Regions from separate parts of the Arachis hypogaea genome. Here region 1 is linked to region 2. Evidence: chromatin contacts called from public Hi-C data. All regions are on one chromosome and are shown on one strand. The core of a region is the stretch at or near the end of the contact, and the rest is flanking DNA. Distances in the headings are between cores, read along the strand shown. Region 1 has its middle 4.5 kb from the start of LOC112767130. Region 2 holds the start of LOC112763802 (low affinity inorganic phosphate transporter 4-like).

Evidence for each region. Hi-C and Micro-C count contacts between places; a contact is called where the count stands out from the background.
Region 1: a Hi-C map of leaf shows a contact between it and region 2, with 4 times the contacts expected there. The contact joins the enhancer-like site here to the promoter of LOC112763802 in region 2. A contact is called at or near these places in 5 of 8 Hi-C or Micro-C datasets (all in leaf).

Annotation. Positions count from the first base shown.
Region 1 is chr17:123,017,287-123,020,019 of arahy.Tifrunner.gnm2.J5K5, forward strand. No RefSeq gene overlaps it. Among protein-coding and RNA genes, the nearest start is that of LOC112767130, 4.5 kb to the right of the region's middle. Within about 2 kb of position 1,390, at least 3 of the 3 cell types and tissues checked have open chromatin away from gene starts, as enhancers often do.
Region 2 is chr17:122,918,149-122,920,963 of arahy.Tifrunner.gnm2.J5K5, forward strand. LOC112763802 (low affinity inorganic phosphate transporter 4-like) reads left to right here and starts at 1,315. Exons shown (of 2, transcript XM_025809380.2): 1 at 1,315-1,715; 2 at 2,477-2,815. The coding sequence starts at 1,321.

The DNA.
Region 1 (2,733 bases), core at 140-2,639, 99 kb after region 2:
AGTGTGCATATAAATCGATACTCATTGATTCGATTTAGTACTCCTTAACCTTATTCGAATTCATTAATTTCGATTTACGTTTGAACCCGAAATAATGTAATTCAAATGCTTTAGATTCGATTTACTACTAATAAGTCTAATTCGAATTCAATGAATTCGATGTATATAGAATTATTGAACGAAGACATTTAAGTAACGTTTTTGTAGTAGGGAGATTCAAGTAATTTTAAAGTTACTTTGGTTTATAGAGATGAATTATCCTTATTTTAACAAGTAATAATAAATATATTAAAGAGTTAAAATTTATTTTAATAAAAATTAATTAATACTTTTTACATATATTTTTAGAACAACTATAACCAAACCTAATATATTTTGGTAGAAAAATATTTGTTGGAGAATTGGAGTTATGGAAGATGAGTTTAATGCAGCATACAACCCATATGCGTTTGATGGCAATTGCTGCTGATATGGCAGGAGTCATTTATTGTCGCCGATAAAGTTGACTTTGACCAGATTCTTGTTATTCTATTTTATAGTAAATTGCACTACACTATACTATAGATCACTTTAGGGTAGTCGTAGCCTTTGAAAGTAGCAGCATAACAGTTCCGTGATTTCATAAAAAATAGAATTTCATTCTAATTCATTGAGAATATTGCATATATATTTTATATTTTTTTTACCAAAGTTTTATTCAATTTTTAACATTTATTATATTTGAACCAATTGATTAATCAAGGAAAATCTGATGTCTTTGAAAAAAGACTACAAATTTTTGTGCATGAAGAAACTACTCCATATCTTTCTTGACTATTTAATTTCTGATACACTCAACATGAAGTAACATATATAATATTTTTATATGATATAATTAATACCCGTGTGAGGGAATTTGATGCATGATACTGATCTCAACATTAATTAAAAGAACTAAAACGAAGAAGCATTTAAGATTACACCAAACGTTCTGGGCAGAAGATGGTGCAGAATCCTTACGATAAAATTTGGCTGCTGCAATTATATTGCAGTTGCAGGGAACTCTCAGTTATCATCTTACTCATCTAAATTCTCACCTGCCACTTCCTATTCATAAATCATAAATAAAAGCATCTAATCTTCTGTTGTGTCCTTGTTTATACCCAAAATTTCTGACAAATGGATGGAGATTCTCGTTATCAATGCAATTCTAGCAAACATTTGAAGTTAGTTGGGCATTCATGATGGGCTTAAGCTTGCTTTGATTTTCTTGGGTCCCTTTTTTTTGGTCAGGGATTTTCTTGGGTCCGAATTGGGCAGTTGGTATTGTTGAGTTATTGTCTTTATCGGCCTTAGTCGGTTTAGTATACATTATATTAATGGGCTGCGAAGCCCTATTATTCGTTATTGTTGGAGTCAGATACTTTCAGACCATCAAAGCTGTTAAGCCCAAAAAAGTGACATTGGTACACTCTAAAAGGGTTCAAATTCACGTATATGAAACTCTTATTCTGAAAATTAATGTTCTTAATCGTCATTGCCAGGTTCGGATGTTACAGATATATCGAGAGGGTAACAGAATGGCAGAGGTCTTGGGATATTCTAATGCTTTGGAACTTCATGTTTTTCTTAGTGCTCCTTGTGGGATTAATTCTTTGATTAGTGGCGATTCAAGAGAAGTGTCTTTTCCCTGTCTTATAATGTTCTCTTGTTTGTGCGGACTGTCTTATTTTCGAGAACTTTTAGAGGAAGTATAGGAAGCCAATAGAATATGTGTACAATGTGTATAATGGAGGTTTAGAGATGTCCGATTCAGTATTAGAGATATCATTAATGTTACATTTTCTTATCAGTTTAAGCTTTTGGAATGAGTGGTTGTATGATTAATATAATGTATACTAAACCGACTAAGGCCGATAAAGACGAGTTTTTAATGGTGTGAACTAAAATGTTTGCTAAAGACGAGTTTTTAATCTAAAATATCGAAGGCTTAAGTAATAAAACTGAACCATAAAGCATATATTTAACATAAACCAAAAAATAAAAAATGTCGAAATAAACAATTTAATTTACTTCCCGAATCTCTGAAGTCTGAACAGCCAAATGAAGGTTCAAGCAGTTGAACCACGTATTTGGATCTTCTAAAGTTTGAATTTCACTTTAAAGAGTAAAGTGTGATCTTCTACCCTTAAATAGTTTCTCTTTCATATTTATTCTTGGTCCCACCTATGAAATTAATGATGAGAGATCACACTTTACTCTCTAAAGTGAAATTCAAACTTTAGAGGATCCAAATCCGTTAAACCACCTATACCTGAATGACGAATTATTGGTGGTATAAGTAGCCGAGCCAGGCTTGAGATTCAAAGACTATGCGGGGGACATGTAGCAGCATTTTGAACTAAGTAAAGACCATGAGACCTGAAGAGTCGAGATGAGGACATAATGGACACTTGACAGTATGCCACTGTTGCCCTGTTAATGTGTGTACTACGTTGGCATACAAAGAATGAACAAGATCTTTCCTTAAATACACAACAGCAGACAACGTTAGGATAACTTTAATTCTTCGAAAGGTATTTCATAAAGATTTTTTTTAATTTTAAATTTATGTTGTAACAAAAACTTTGAAATTTTAGTTATAAAATTATTCTAATTGTATTTTGAACTTGATGAATAATAATCTTTCAATTCTTAAAACCATCCACCAATTAACAAGTTGATTGATGAGCCGTAGAGAGAATAATTAAATAT
Region 2 (2,815 bases), core at 65-2,564:
ATTATATTTCAGCTACTTGTTATATCACAAAATTATAAAATAAAACATCTAAATAAATTATAGAACCAAATAATAATAACACGTAAATTTGTCAACAAATTATAATTCAAATGACATAGTCTTTTCATACTCATCTAGAAGTTGCGAGTTCAAATTTCATTCCTAACTTAAAAAAAAAAAATAGCACGCAAATTTATCCGAAAGTAAATAAATAATAAACATACACCTTTATTCAAAATTCAAAAAACCAAAATCAATACAATAAAATCCTAACTAGCTACTATGTAATCCTTGTCTCGCTCGTGATGATCGGTGGTGCGTCTAGGTGTTGGTCGTGGTGGTAGTGGATCGTCGTCTATAAGTCCGCTAGCCATGATAGTAAAGTCCAAAAGAAAGAAAAAGAAAACTTTCGATGTCCACAAAGTATATATACGTACACACACATCCCATGGCTTTCAAGAGATGCTAAGCTCATTCTCAAGTCCAATAAAAATGGACCATTGACAAAGCCGTAGATTTTTCATCTTAGACCATCATGCATCAATGTTCTCTTAAATTCTAACGATCTCCTATAAATGTTGTGTGCACATAAAAGGTAGCTAGCTATCTAGCACATCACTGTAACCACTAACGCTAATAGTTAGTGAACCATACTATACTCTGTTAGTAAATATTATTAATTTTTATCAGTAATTAATTAATAATAAGTTACATCAATATTTTTAAATATTTTCTTTTACTAAAGATAGGAAAATTCGAACTCGCGACCTCTTAAATAAGTATGGAGAGATTATGCCATTTGAGCTATAACTCATTGGCAATATATTTATTTTTTCAATATTTTTAAATATTTTATACATAAAAAATATATAATTTATATTTATAATTATTAAAATTTTATACATAATTAATACAATTTATATTCATATTTTTTAAAATTTATATATATAAATTAATAAAAATTTATTTATTATTAAAAATAATTTAGTGCCTGTAACTATTAAATAATGACAAAAAAAATACTAAAAATTATTGACTCTAAGAATTTTTAATAATTAATCCCATAAGCCAGCTGTCACTAACTAATTTTCCAAAATCAAACATATAGCAATGGAAGAATATACCCTGTATTCCATGAACAAGAGACAGCAACATCCACATAAATCACCAATCCAAATTTCTCGTTCATGTCTCCCCCACCCCCGCAACCTAGGATTATTCACCCACACCAAATTATCAAATCCTCTTAACCACTATATATACATATCCACAACCATAATGAATTAAACTATATCTAACTAACTAACTAACTCATCAAAGATGTCATCACTAGGGGTGCTTGAAGCACTGGACTCGGCGAGAACGCAATGGTACCATGTAACCGCCATACTGATCGCCGGAATGGGGTTCTTCACGGATGCCTACGACCTCTTCTGCATCTCCACCGTCTCCAAACTCCTGGGACGATTGTACTACTTCGACCCACATTCACCTAAACCAGGAAAGCTTCCAACAACGGTGAACAACTTTGTGATCGGGGTGGCGCTGTTTGGAACCCTCACAGGGCAGTTAGTGTTTGGTTGGTTGGGTGACAAGCTGGGGCGTAAGAAGGTGTACGGTATAACCCTCATCATTATGGTTTTCTGCGCCATCGGCTCCGGCCTCTCCTTCGGTCTTACCGCCAAGTCCGTCATGACCTCGCTCTGCTTCTTCAGGTACTTCAAAAAAAAATATATATATATATATATATATATATATATATATATATAAAAGTGTAAACTCAGGTGCAGTCGACTTCACGTGAAGTTGATACCTAAGACCGTTAGATGATTTGACTGATTTGACTAAATTTTCATTTAACGGCTCTCAAATATCAACTTCACGTGAAGTCGACTTCACCTGAATTTTCACCGTATATATATAGCTCCATTAATTACCATAATGTCAACTAACTAATCTTATTCATTACTAATTAGAGCCTTGTTAGTGCCAAATACTAGTTTTTTTCAACATATCTAACCAACACTAGTATAAAAATTATCAAAAATATTATTTATATATCAAAATCAGTTATTAAAATTACTCGTTATGTATTTTTATATATATAATTTAATTTATATTTAATATATATTTTATATTAATAATTAATTTTGATATACGATTTAACATGATTAAAAAATATAAAATATAATAATTTAAAGATAGAAATTCTAGAATAATTAATTTTATATAAAATTGATAGTTAATAATTGTTAGATGATAATTTTATCAATTTTATTAAATTATTTAATAATTTTCGATTATCAACTTTACATAAAATTAATTATACTTGAATTTTCATTTAATTTAAATATAGACCTTTCAATATTTATATAAACAAATAAATTAGCTGATCACTATACAAATCAAAGATGATGATTGGTAAAGCATAGCTAAACCTTTAGAAATTTTGTACTAATTAATACCTCTAATGTAGGTTTTGGCTAGGGTTTGGCATAGGTGGAGACTATCCTCTTTCTGCGACGATAATGTCCGAATACGCCAACAAAAGGACACGTGGCGCTTTCATTGCGGCGGTGTTCGCCATGCAAGGCGTGGGGATCATTTGCGCCGGTCTAATATCGGTGATCATCTCGGCTCTCTTCTTGCACAACTACCCTGCTCCGTCGTACACCGCGAACCCCGCACTCTCGACGCAACCAGAAGGCGATTTTCTATGGCGTATCGTGCTCATGATCGGTGCAGTTCCCGCAATGCTAACGTTCTACTGGAGGATGAAGATGCCGGAAACCGGTCGCTACACGGCGTTGATCGA